2 separate regions of the Drosophila melanogaster genome follow, and region 2 is linked to region 1. Evidence: chromatin contacts called from public Hi-C data. All regions are on one chromosome and are shown on one strand. The core of a region is the stretch at or near the end of the contact, and the rest is flanking DNA. Distances in the headings are between cores, read along the strand shown. Region 1 has its middle 11 kb from the start of lncRNA:CR45337. Region 2 holds the start of CG8838.

Region 1 (6,900 bases), core at 109-2,608:
ATGACTTTTAGGATAATCCAGCGCACACACACATTGTCCTTTCGCAGAGTCGCTGTCTCTTCATATACGAGAATAAGTGAATATATATGCAAGTGTATACGTGTGTATGTATATAGCCCAGTTCTCCAGTCGCTGACACTTTCATTCAGATTCTCGCGTCTGCGATGGCAACTCATGTGTTATGGCATTCTTTTGTCTTGCGACGGGCCAAATTATATGCTGACACAGCGGGGAAACACACAGATTCTACCCCCATGGGGAAAGCCCCATCCGGAAAAGGGGGAGCATTTTAATAAACTGAATTCAAATGGCTGTCAACGTTTAACCTTTTCGCTGCGTTTCTCCGCTAACGCATCCGACCGATCGCAATTAATTTTAGCCCACATTCTTCTCTCTCGTTTGCAGAAGTGATTACTCCAGTGGAAGCATCGGTGGCAGGATAAGACTATAAATTGCACAACTAGCACTGACAGTTACAATTGCTGGTCATACTTCAATTTCAAAGTGCGGTTTTTTAGTTTCCCAAATGGGCAGCCAAAAACCGCAACAAAGTTCAATTGAAATGCAGCAGAATCAAAAGAAAAATCACCCAAATACCAGTGGCATAGAGAAAAATGCTACAAAAAAGGAACAAAAGAAGAAATTGTGGTAAAGTCGTATCTATCGCCATTTTTGTGCTGTAAGCAAAGTATTGCTTTTGAACCAAACAATCAAGGGCGCTATAATGCACAATAAACTGCGCCAAATTACAGAATAATTATAATCCCGATCAAAAAGTTTTCATAACATTTCGTCTATAATTCACAGAGTTATTATGTTTTGCCCAGCAAAAGCAAAGTTTCTAAAATATTTCAGCTAACTATTCGAGTATTCAAAACAAAGCTCCCGTTTACCGGGCGGTTAAACTTCCGCCGTGTGCAAATCCATTTCGGTTTGGTCGCCACGGGATGTTGTGTCGCCACCTTTCATTCAGTTTGTACATATACATATGTATATATGTATATATATATGCCATATGCATAAGCCACCCACTGTGCTGGCATAAACCTGAATGAATACTCGCCAAAATATTCTGCGCCAGAGTAGCAAACGCATAAGTTGAAAAGTTTGGCATTGGCAGAGCTACGCAGATCCGCGGTATTCATTAGCATGCAAATTTGAAAATTTATCAGTTTGGCGGTCGAAATCCTTTTTTATTCGGGCGACCCACCGCATCTGTATAAGCCGAGAGCACGCACACATACGCTGGCGAGGACCAACTTTTATCACAGGACGAAAGTGGAGGAGTATTTATGGTGGTTTGGTGGTTCGTCGGCTGATATGAAAAGCATCTGTGACAAGCACTAACACAAGTTACCAATTTGCTGTGTTGCCACATAGTTTGCTTTAAAACTTCAAAATGGCAGAAATACGTAACTTAACTTAATGTAAAGTAAATATTTTTTCCAATTTTTTCATTTATTTACAACCGCCTGTAAGTATGGAGCAAAAAGCAAGTAGGAAGCCTTAGTAGCTAGAGTGGTCCACTTTTAAAATGCACTTCTTCGACCATCTTTTATCAGTTTATTTTGAATGTATATACCCACAGACCCTTCAATATTTCTTAACCCCTCCCGTTTGCTGCAAATTTTCCGGCAGAATTACTGCCCCAACTAATGGAACCGGTCAACAATCTGTACGAATGGCTCGGATGAGAGCACCCTCATATCGGGCACTTGATGCACTTGATTTACCTGCCCAGGGCGAAACATCAAAGGCGAATCAGCCGAGGCCCCGGAGCCATATAGTTGCTGCAATCAACTGCTGTAAAATTGCCTCACCAGCCGGGGGCTTCGCCGAGCTTCTGACAGGTGGGACACCCCAACGATAGCCCAATGCCGCAATGAACTCACATATTTGCACAGTGTGGCCAAATCCCGTCGGCTAGAAGAAGGTAAATAAATGTGGCCACAACTGGTGGCCATGCTCATCCCGTTCCCAGGACGAGGGACTGTGGTCTGACCGCAGGATCGCCCATCGCCTGTCGAACTGTCAGGTACACTGTCATACTGTCACACTGTCATCCCTCGGCCCCTCGAGAGATGTCCTGTTGACATTCCATTGTCCATGGGTTTTTCTCGGATCAGCTTTTAAAGTATTTCAGGCCAAAATCATTTAGCCCCGGCTTCAAACGCATCCCGTCTACTTTTTATTTTATATTTTTTCACCCCTCCCGACATCACTTTTTTGCAACTCCTTTGTTTTGCGGAGGCGGTCCAATGAATTGGTGTAAACACTCGGGGCGTCATTCTGTTGCCATCGCAAATGCTTTCTGCACCCGTTTCCTGACATTTCTGCCTGCAGTGCTTAGACAATGGTTAAGCACCGCCCGTTGTCGTCTGGTTGGGCTCCTTCCCCCCTCGGAATATTAATTTTTAATAGTCAGGACAGGAGGCGTTTGTGTGGGCTGCACAGCCTTTTTAATTCATCTGCGGAGCTGGCACGCATTGCCCAGGTCCCTGGGGCGGATGAGCAGGATGCAGCAGGAGTGGCGCAGGATATTGCGACATTTAAGCAAATATCCCAGGCCTCATTCCAGTCAACGACTCTCAGTTGTTGCACAATTATGAATGCCATGCCGTAGTATTTGCTCAGCTCGAAAATCCAAGCCCAAGGGTTAGCCCCTTACGGCTCGAGGCACAATTGAAATGTCATCTGCACACCTGCAAATTAGTTAAGCCCAAAATCCCCCCTCACTGGCAAACAATTTGTAGGCCAACAATTGATAAGGTCTTTGGTGAAAATCTGAACAGGGAACTCCCATGTCATTCGCTTTAAATTAAATGCATAAAATTGTCGTAAAGTGTGGCAATATGCAAACGCCTGTCAGAATTTACGACACTCGGCTAGATTATTTTGCAGGTTTGTTGCTGCTTGGACTATTAAATAATTTTCCCTTAAATTGCGTTTGTTTGCTTCCCTTTAATTGTTTATTTGAAATAGTTCATTGCCATTAGATAGCATGGTATATGATCAACTACTAATCGGTTTTGTATAATTCCTTTTAATTTATGCTGAAAATTATGATGCTTATGTATATTCTGGTTTGATCCTACCACATGATAATTTACACAGAGATTCGTATTAATGCTTAATTAAGGTTAGATTTACAGCCAAGAAAATTTACGTTTCCAGTAATGAAAATGTATTTTTGTGCATTTTAATTTTCTATGCTCAGAAGGACCGCTGTTTATTAATGGATTCGAGGACCAATTCAAATAACTAATTCTTTAGACGTTTCAGGGCCAAAAACTGAACGTGGACCCATCTCCGCCAGCAACAACAAGTGGTCCCATGTGCCCGTCCTGGAGTGGCGGCGCTACACTAAATTGCTTTTAATTATGCTAAAAACGAAGACAATAATGAAACAAAAAATAGAAAAAATATTCCAGTATGAGTGGAGGGCTCGTGCTGTGAGCTTTATGGCTCCGGGCATACTTTACAACAGGCCGCAGAAGTACGCCACGACCAAGGACTCGGTACTCAGGATCCGGGACCCAGAAACCAGGATCCTGGCTGCAGGACCCCAAAGGGAAGCGGCTGAGTTTGGCTCCGGGTTTGGGTTTCATTTTCAGTTCTGCACTGGCGGCCAACGGAGCGGAAATGAATTGTTGAATGCGAAGACCGGGCAACTTTGCCATGGTGTTTTATGAACAATTCGAGTCAAAGTTGGTTGTTTTATTGCCTTCATTATTTCATTTGTTTCAATTAGCGACAGCTGTTTAGAGCCAGGCGAAAAGGAGTCAAGTCTGCGACTGAAATAATGCCGGAGTGGTGCAAAGGTGAATCAAAGTGTTAAGTTAAGTGATTAAATTGCAGCTGCTTTCACAGCACTCTCTTAGTCACTTAATTGCGTGGCAAAGGGAAAAAACTGCACTTTGTCCAGATGAAGGATACATTTTAATGCACCTTTCTAACATCATTCAAATAATTTAAAAGAAAATTACATTCAACAAGGATGGGACAGCTGAAAAATCTCGACCAGGCAGGTGAAAAATGCGTCCAAGAATTCAATAAAGTACGTGGCCAATCTCCAGTGACTGTAAACTCTATAAAAGTTTAACGGATTTGGTACTTCTATATATACACATATATATACAATATATATATTTGTATAAGTGTTTATGTTTCAGGTAAAATCGCCTCAGAGCTTGAAGCATTCTCTCTGCTTTTCAGTTCCATTCGCAAAACCAAAAGATATAAGTTAACTAAGTTAACCGGACTGATCGTCCGCACACCAGCACCGGTCAAATTGCTGACCAAGCATTTGGCCGGAAGCTCATGCATAGCCGGCAGAAGCTCTGCGCATTGGCAGAGGCCGCTATGATGTTTTTCCCTTTGTTAGCTTATAGTCAGTTTGATTTTGTATTCAATAAAGAGCGCATCGCGCCTTCAATCAACTCCAGCTACTGCTGTTATCATTGAATTGGTTGGCTAGCCTTAAGGGCAGTCAACAACGGAGAGACGTTCTCCCACCATATCTCCCAATCTAGGAGAAGAGGTCTGCGGCAACCGCCCTGCCTCCCAGTGACAGAGGAACCCCCTGTTACCTGCAACCTACGCCGGAGACCGCGGCGAGGGACCTGCACAATACATTTAATTAATTGGCACCCAACTCCAGGAACCCACACCACTACCCTGAATCATGTAAGTGGGATTCTCAACCTAAACACTACTCCAAACTGCGTCTAGAATTTTAAAATATTTGGGATGTTTGTGCGAGTTACATAAATAAATTAAGAAAATCGGCATTTCCACTACAATAAACGTTTATATGTGTTGCGAATTAAGATTATGTTACTGTTATGAAGTTTAAATATCGAATTTTGATTTGTGGTTGACTTTGCAATCCATATTGTGTGCATTTCATTCCGCCTTCGCACATCCGCGGGACACTGTCGTTTCATTCGAAATTTAATTCGCTACATTGGCTTCACAGCCCTTTCAAGCTTTGTTGTTTTTGACCCACTCCACTTCGCTACCCGATACTGGCGCATGCATTGCTGTGACAATTTTGTGCCTTTTATTTATCTCTTTGTCTTTGCTGTGGCAATTTTTGTCTTTGTATATTTGTTTGCCTTATTGGAGACCCGCTCCCCGCAGGCCCTTCACCTTATCGTTACTTAGCTGGACAGTGGCTCTGCTCGTTGAGTCTTCGTCCAATGCCTTCAAAGCGGCGACTCAGCCCCCGCGACCCCCTTGCCGTACTGTTTGGCCCCACGGGCACAACGGCCTGAGTATTCACATACATAGCTACCCATGAGCGAGTCATTCCGACAATATAGGAATTCTAAAAAGTGCGCTAGCGACTCAGAGTCCGAAAGCGACGATTCGACAGAAAACTCTGTACGTAAAAACACCCCAACTAACGCATTCACTGCATATAAAATGTCCCTCGAAACGGAACAAATTAAAGCTCTCATAAGGGCATTACAAGAGCAAGCCTTAGAGAGTCAACGCAGGGAGGCTGACTTGCGTAAAACAATTCAAGATCTGGCCGGCCAGGTCGCGGCCATACAGATTGCCCCTGCCCGGGCAGAAGCTCCCCCAATCAAGGTTTACAGACCAGTAGAAATCACCGGACTGGTCCCTTGTGGGGAAACATTGGATGCCGTTAAATGTCTTCCAGACTTTATGGGGACACAGGAGACATACGTCTCCTGGCGGCAAGCGGCAAATGCCGCTTACCATATGTTCAGGAAATATGAGGATAGTTCGCGGCACTATCAAGCTGTGGTCATCATCAGGAGCAAAGTTAAAGGCCCTGCTGATGCAGTTCTGTCGTCCTTTGGGACTATACTGAATTTCGATGCGATCATAAGTCGCCTCGATTTCACGTATAGTGACAAACGCCCGATACACGTTATCGAGCAGGAGCTAGGCACCCTCAGACAGGGAAGCCTGACGCTCCTCCAGTATTATGATGAGGTCGAGAAAAAACTCACCTTACTCACCAATAAGGCGACTATGTCTTATGAAGCGTCGGCAGCAACGGTGCTGTGTGAGAAGTTCCGAGATGATGCTTTGAGAGTTTTTGTCTCGGGGCTCAGGCGCAACCTCACAGACGTGCTATTCGCGGCAAAGCCTAAGGACATGCCGTCAGCGCTCGCCCTGGCGCAAGAAGTAGAGTCCAATCATGAGCGGTACACTTTTGCAACTTCATTTGCACGAAGCCAAGAGGATAGGGACCACAAGCAATATCCCAAAGTGCAGGAGCGCCAACGGGCCCCCCCACAAGCCGGCTCGCAGGGAAGTGCTGGGAAGAACCCGCACTTTACTAAGCAGCATAGAGCACAGGTGCACTCCGCTCCACGTAGCGACCGAATGGCCCGAGAAAACATGCCAGAACCCATGGACGTTGACCCGTCGTTGTCCAGGATGCAGCCATCTCACGCCCCGGCTTACCCGAAATCGAAGCCGGCCGCGTCTGGCCGTTCGGTCCCACCAAAAAGGCAAAGGGTCAACCATGTTGCCCAGGCCTCTGATGATTTGGACAAGGTTTATAACACCGCAGCCTCCAGTGCAGCAGTTAAAGTCGACGACGATTCCATCCTAGAGTACGACTCGGATACCATTAATTTTTTAGGGGAAAGTCCCTGCTACCCGTCATCAGACGAAGAGTAGCGGGGATCGACATGAAACTACTGATTGATACGGGCGCGGCAAAAAATTTTATCCGACCATTTAAGGGGTTGAAAGGCGTCCGCCCGGTGCAGTCCCCATTTACAATCCATTCGATTCATGGTGTGACTACAATAACTAAGAAATGTTTCGTGTCCATTTTTAATCTTAAAGCTACCTTTTTTTTATTACCAGACTTGACCTCCTTTGACGCGATCGTTGGCCTAGACCTGTTAAAAC
Region 2 (7,543 bases), core at 306-2,805, 110 kb after region 1:
ACCAAATCAGATGGAAAATAACGCACAATTGCATATTAGGCCTAAATAATGATGATTGTTCAGTTTGCAGCGAAATTATTAAGTTTATTGTGTTGCCATAAACTTGGAGCGAATAAGTCGCCAAGTTGCCGCTATGTTTTTTTCTCGTTTTCGGTGCGTAGCTCTCGGCTCTCTATAAAAAAAATTATTTTTTCCTGTTGCTGTGTTGGTGGTTTTACTGTTGTTACTGTTTTTTATTTATACGCACAATGTGCAAAATGTGCGAGACACCCATACAGTGGCACCAATTCACGCACACGCACTTGCTCTTAACCTTGAAAAAACACACAGCCAATTTGTTGTTGCTCTCGACTTCTGGTGGCTTTCTTTTTGTTTTTGTTTCGTTTTTTTTACTGAACTTTGTTTTTGTTCTACCGCTGATAAGATTCTTATTTTCTTTCTTTTTCTCCTTAATTTGCTCTTTTCTTCTTCTGATGTGTGCTAGTGCGTATGGTGGGCCATTTTTCTAAGTGTACGTGTGAGCGTACGGCAAATATTGAATTTCTAGACAAATTTTATTAAGCGATGTCGGAATGTGAATAGTTTCTTGGTCTTTCATTTTGTATGTTATTTGCTAAATTTTCTATTAATTTAATTTCTTAGTCGACTATATACACGTATGTGTATTATATACAGCTGTGTTGAAAATTGTAGCCAGTTAAGAAGGCAAGGTTGAAGATTGCAGTTTTTTATAACAATGTAGCCTAGTTGTATTTAAGGCCAATATAAAATCCATATATGTATGTATATAATATATACTTACTTCCCTACATCGAAGAACCGTTGAAAAGGCCCCCAAATTTTGCACGAATTGTTCCTGATTTTTATGCGGTTTAATGAACTTGAACTCTTATCAGTCAGGTTGGCTTTCTTGATATTGCCCAGGAGAGAGCTGTAATGCAACAAAAGAAGCGGAATAAACAAAGTCGGTGATCTTACTCATGCCATTCGGCGTCATGTGAATTTATTTTAGGATTTTGAACTTGGTTGAGTTGGGAAATAAAGCAGGGCTATCGAAATTGGGTCGCCATTTCTTTTGCTAGACTTTGTCGCTTTGGATATACGATTACTTAGGATAAATATAAAAAATCGACTTTATTTTAAAGTTTACATCATCTATTGCACATATACTTTATAAGCTTAAAAATTGTACTTTACGTTACTCAAGATTTATCAACAAGACGATCGCAATACGTAAGTTATAACATTAAAGTTACATGCCTATAAGTATGCAAATATTTTGTCAGCGTTTGTGTATATATATGGCATATACGTCTTTAGCTTTAAAATGCGTCTTTAAATAATTGTAATTTACGATCGCAATACGTAAGTTATAACATTAAAGTTACATGCCTATAAGTATGCAAATATTTTGTCAGCGTTTGTGTATATATATGGCATATACGTCTTTAGCTTTAAAATGCGTCTTTAAATAATTGTAATTTACGAAGGATTCAAAATTTTTAAGAAAATACCTCTGCCCAATACGTCAGATCACATGTTCATGGAGAAATCATTTTCCAACCACCCACTCAGTTTGTAGCAGTACAAACACCCCATTACACATTTATCACTAAACATTCAAAGAATTTTCCAAACTTTTACTCTGTTTTAAACACGATGACGTCCATGCTGAATACCCCGATAGTCTCCATCTTCGATTTGATGGTGGAACGTCACATCAGGCTGCGCAGGGAACTGAATGGAAATCTTCCGCCAGTTCGTCGGCCTAAAGCAGCACGTGGAGCTGCCGACGGAAAGAAACCTTTCAAATACAAACCAAGTCCGATGGAGTTTCCCTTGCCAGAAACACTGGAATTGATGTCTCCGCCAGCGGCAAATGCCATTACTGCCGCGCATTTGACCCAGAAACACACTTTCCTTAAGATCCAGCCACCGAGCGAGAAGAACGCAATTAAGAAGCTGGTGGAGAAGATGTCCCATGGACGAGGCAAGACCAAGACCGTGTCGCCAAGGCACTCCCTGTCCAGCAAGAAGACCAGTGCCAATTCCTCCAAGACGGTCGTCATTCAGCCTCGCAAAAGGAAAGTAGCCGGGCAGGGATCATTCCGTGCTCAGCCAAAGCTCGGCAAGACCAGTTCCACTCAGTTGAAGCGACAACCCCTCTCTCCCAGAAGGGCAGAATCTACAGCTAAGGATGCCAGTACGCTGAGCAAGACGAAGACCAAGAAGAGTTCGCCTGAAAAGTCGGGTGCACAGATGCGAAATACCAGGTCTGCAGATCGACTCGGCAATGCAGAGATTCCGGTCTCAAAACGATGGCGTCTTTAGAAGCGATAGATATACCAGTAGATTTTCATTCATTCAAGCTAATCAAATTTGCACCAAGTAATCAACAACTTTAATCACAGTGATCCCTCCATGTGATGGACCGCACTGAATCCCACATGAAGGCGATCCAAATTGAAAATGTACTTAAATATGGATTGTCTAGTTTATATACACATGAATAAAAATGTCATGAAATGAAATAAAGGCGTTATTTTTTTATTTTATTTATTCGGTTTTATAATAAATTAGAATTTTCATTGCTGCAGCTTAACATTCGGTCTCTTATTCTTGTATGTTCTGTTTAATAAGCCTAAATTGTGACACAAATCGTAAGCCAATTTAGCTAGGGCCCAAATTAATTTGACAAGAGTTAGTTTTTAGCGTGGTATTAACCAACTTAAAAATTTTGTTAGCTTAGATCTAAATGTATTTTTCTTAATTATTCCGGTTTAGTTTTCTCTTCACATTCAATTCGCACAGGTTCCTGCTTTTTTCAAGCTTTTGCTTTGTTTATTTTTGCTCTGGTACATTAAAATGCAACTACTACAGACTAACAATACTTGGCCATATATACGGATTATATATATGGTGTATATATAGAGTTACGCAGTTACTGGCCATAGCCTTGACTTGCGATTTGGATTAAATAGTTTGAAGCATCTTGTTTCTGATTCTTGTTGTGGTATTGGTATCGGTATCGTCTGTAAACGGGCGCCAAAAATCGAAAAAGGGTAAAGAGTTGGGAGGAGTTATACAAAAGAACGAAAACATTGCTCACAATTGTTTCGATTGGTTTTACAAAAGTATTGTACACAATAAGTATTTTGTATAATCGTTTTTATCAAATTTCCCCTAGCCATGGACTGGCAATTATATTAAAGTTATAGTTATTATATACTCTCCAGTTTGCCAGTTTTGCGCTTGCTCGACATGTAAATGAATTTTCTAAAACAAAAATTCAGGGCGCTCTCTCTCTTGATTTGTTTCGGTTTTTGGTATGTTGTGAGATATGAAATACTTGAGGATTTGTAGATACATTTGTCTGAAGCAAAGCCAAGCAAACAGGTGCTACACGTAAATGCCGTGATAAAAACAAAACAATTGCTCTAGTCTAACTAAAATGCAGCTACTTAGATCATACACGCGCTTTTCTTACCATTAAAACATAATCTTAAATATGTATACAAACATATTGGTTTGTGTTCTTAATTTCTTTTCAAAGTGTATTGGGTTTGTGACTAAATGTTAGTTGAATTTTAAATTCATTTTCAGATTTTTTGGTGGCTTTGCTTTTGGCCCAAAAAATTGTTTCGGGTGTTTTGCTAACATGTCGAAGACAATTGGATTGGATTCATTTTACTTGCACATTTTGTTAAATAATTTTACTGCTAGCGTACTACGATTTCAGCCAAAGTTCTTTCAGTCTGAAAAACAAAAGGATTTTGAGTAAAACAGTTTAAAAGCAAACTTATGTTCTCCACACAAAAAGCGTTTTACAGGGAAGCATCCAGGATACAAATTAGTCAAACATAAAAAGGATTAGTTGAGAGTGAATGAGTACTTTCTACAAGGGTAAATACAAAATTAAAAATTACTTACAAAAATACAAGGTTTTGACAGTGAGTTTGTGTGGTGCCATGGGAATCTCTTCTCCATTCTTCATTCAGAATATGAAAATTTTTAAAGGTTTTTCATTACAATTGCAATCGTACTTCATGATACATTAACCGTACTGGCCTTGAGTTTGCTCTACGGAATACAAGACTTATCTTTAAGGACTACTTATCAACTCTGCTCGAGATAGATGTTGGAAAACATAGGTTAAACCTTGATTGGGATACATGAATTTTCAACATTAACCTTAACATTCAGTGTCAGAGGATGTGTATCTTAATCCGAGAGAATAGAACATGCACAAGTTTGGGTTTTGTGTATTGCTAACTAGGAGATCAAAGTAACAAATGCCCGCTGGTGCAGTGCGTTTCAAAACTATCAGACCTTTCCATCTGCTCGTGAGATGACTAAATTTGGCAGTAGTAAGGAATAAAAACGAAAACATTAAATGCAAATAGAAAACAACCAAGTTCTTTAAGAAAAAACTAATGCATCCAGTTAAAATTCATTTATCATAACGCTGAGGACGTTAAGTGGACTTCTTAAATCTGCCCTGCAGTTATGAAACGCCTTGCAAGTATACATGTGTGTGGTAGTGAGTGTTAAAGTTACAATTAGTTGACGCTGTTGCTGTTTGCCGATGTCTCTGATCGCCGCTGTTAATCACCGTCTAATGAGATGCTTAGAATTCAGTGCGCCCCGCCATCGACATCGACTCAATGCTCTGACGCAGGTGGCTATCATTGGTGATCTTTTCGCAGACAATGCTCACCTTTTTCAGCAGCTCGATGGCAGTTTGGAGCACCTGCTGCCATTTGTGCAGCTCGTTCTCGTGCGCCATCTCCTGGTCTCGCAGCAATTCCAGCCATTCCTGATTCGTGCTCGGCAGCTCACTGAAAAGCGTAGGTTCATTTGCATACATTATAGCGAATTTGGTTGTCAGTATGGATTTGGACTCACCTCAAGGCCGCCAAACTGGGCATGCGGGCCCGCCGATTGAGATCCACGTCAATGCGTTCCTCCAGCCTCCAGAGCTTAAGTAATAATATCACATTTAATGCCAGCATCAAGCACAGCAAGAGTATAACCAACAACCACAAGCCCTTGTGTCTAAGTCTGTGACCCTGTGACCCTTGACCCGATGCCAGAGGCTGACCGTCGCCGCCGCCCAGGTGCAACTGCTGCTGCTGTAGGTGCTGCTTGTGCGGCTGAAGGTGGTGATGGTGCATTTGCTGCTGGTGGTGGAGCTGTTGCTGCTTGCCGCCCTCGAGCAGCAGCGGATGACCGGCGGCGGCGCCGACTGCCGCCCCGGGAATACCTCCCGCGGCCAGCATTTGGGTCTCCAGGGGATCAACGGCTGGGGCCGGACCAACTGCCTCCTCCAGAGGACGAATTTGGGTGGCGGTACCTGCGGAGAAACGGGGACGAGCGAAGGAATGGCATATGGAACGGTTAGAAATCAAACCATTCGAACGGAAGAATCGAAATGAACATAGGCCGGCAACAAAATCACAACATTAAGAGTACAACAAAATATAAATCACTAGTAAAAAAATTAAGCTGCAATAAAAAGCAAGTGATTAGGAGGTACATGATGGGCTAGCAATCGTCACGAGAGACTGTATTTAAGATAAAAGACATATCATTCAAGACATTTCCAGAAAAGTTTGCATTACCAGTAGATAACTGTTTATGAAATGAACCAAGCCTTTCGGTGAAAAATATCCTTGCAAAAAATTTAATGATCGACATAATATTAGGTTTCTTTAACGAAATTAATGCGCGAACTAAATCGAATTGATTCGAAAGCTTCGTCAAGTTCTTGTGACTTAGTTGAAGGTAAATCCATTATGAACTAGAAGGGGACAAAACTTTAAGCAAAATATGAATGAAGCCTTATCGAAATTTGATAAAGCCATTAAAAGTAATCATTACCAAGAAAAATTATTAGATTAATAAAAAGAAGCATTCAAAAGGAAGGTTAAAATTGGTGAAATCGTTTTATGATCGGCAACCTGTATCACGTGTGCTCATAAATCTTTGGCAGTGCCAGCTGTGCTTCTTATCGAATTTACTTTGAAATGTATATTTGAAGTTAAGCGCATTAAAAGAGCGAAATCCCGAAATCCCTCTAAATTACGTTTCAAAACCTCATTACTAAACATTCGCTTCTCAAATAGAAAAGAAATAGTTAATAGTTAATAGCTAATGACAATAAGCCGACAACATTTGAAACTATTATTTTTGACATCTTTTCTTTAAAGATGAAGTGGTCAATTCTGAGTAGATTATAAACTAACTATATTTTAGTACTGATAGACATACACAATTCCCCTGTGGCAATTGCTAGTCAGAAAGGATCCAAATACTTAAGCTGTACCTCTGCCGGACTGAAGTAGAGCCTTACGGTGATGCCAGTGATGGGGATGTTGCTGCTGATGATGGGGAAGCAGAGGCTGATGATGATGATGATGGGAGTGCCTGGCATCGTGATGATGATGCTGACTACCATGGTGATGGTGGTGATGATGGTGCATGTGCAAGTGCTGGTGCTGATGTTGATCCTGCTGATGGGGATGTCGCGACTCTTGAATGCTGTCATTGTCCGTGCTGGTGGCCGTATGGAGCGCACCTGTCGTGATGGAGGTGGTCGACGTGGAGGTGGCGGATTGCTGATTCATGCCTGAGATGTATGTTGATTGTAGCTGGATGTTGCTTTTGGTTCGTAACGAGTGGTTTCATGTTTATTGTGAGCATGCGTGCGTTTTGGTGTGATTAGAAGAAGCAATGGCAATTGGCATTGGCAGTTATCGAATTCGAACTCTGATTTGATATGTTCATTACAAAATATTAGAAAGAAATTGCTTTGCTTTGTTGCTGTATTTGCTGTATTTGTTGTTCTTGTTGTTGTGGTTGTTGCATTGTAGTTAATTGGTTACTGCGTCTAGAGTCGCAATGCTTACCTCTCCTCGGCCGTCGACCCTTTCCCTTGGCAGGTGGAATGCACGTCTCGCTCTGGAGCGCATGCAATTGAGCGCCAAAGAAGTCCTCGAGGCCCGCCCACGTGTTCTTCTCAATGAAGCCCTTGACCACGCCCCAGATCGACTTCTTGTACTTGATCTGGGTGTGAATTGAGAGCATAGTGTGATCATCGACAGTTCTATGAAACGGAATTAGAATGCCAATTAGAAAAGTCAGAAGTTGAGTGACATCTGTGCACTGTTCATCAGCCAGCTAGTTATCATCGCCGAGTGCAAGTCGGGTGACTCACCTGGCCAGGCAGAAGTGTATGAGCACACTGAAACTTTCCGCATATGGAATGCCTGCATTAACACTATTTACGTCTATGGAATACAGTTCGCCCGGCTTGCTACACTCCCGCTGCGTCTGATACTCGGTTACCTAAGGGAATTAATATATGCTGCGTAGTCAGTTTATTTGTTCGTTTCTATTTCGAGGGCAGTGCACATTCACCTTTGAGGTCTTGGGCCCCACAGAGGCGGCCAATTGAACAGTGACGTTCACTGTGCGCACTTGCAGACCCTCCTCGTTCTTGGTCCACTCGCCTAACACGAGGTCCGTTGACTTGCGCATGGCA

Evidence for each region. A called contact is a pair of places that touch in the nucleus more often than the background predicts.
Region 2: a Hi-C map of the Kc167 cell line shows a contact between it and region 1, with 2.9 times the contacts expected there. The contact joins the promoter of CG8838 here to the enhancer-like site in region 1. A contact is called at or near these places in 6 of 107 Hi-C or Micro-C datasets (the Clone 8 cell line, the Kc167 cell line, cellular blastoderm embryo and 1 more).

What each region holds. Positions count from the first base shown.
Region 1 is chr2L:3,247,308-3,254,207 of dm6, forward strand. No RefSeq gene overlaps it. Among named protein-coding and RNA genes, the nearest start is that of lncRNA:CR45337, 11 kb to the right of the region's middle. Within about 2 kb of position 1,359, at least 15 of the 39 cell types and tissues checked have an H3K27ac peak or open chromatin away from gene starts, as enhancers often do. A contact at or near this core is called in the Kc167 cell line and cellular blastoderm embryo, where this site is marked.
Region 2 is chr2L:3,356,091-3,363,633 of dm6, forward strand. CG8838 reads left to right here and starts at 1,556. Exons shown (of 1, transcript NM_134925.3): 1 at 1,556-2,528. The coding sequence starts at 1,660. The coding sequence ends at 2,331. GramD1B (GRAM domain containing 1B) reads right to left here. Exons shown (of 10, transcript NM_134926.4): 5 at 7,420-7,543; 6 at 7,217-7,347; 7 at 6,909-7,105; 8 at 6,353-6,628; 9 at 4,906-5,353; 10 at 2,550-4,838. The coding sequence ends at 4,628.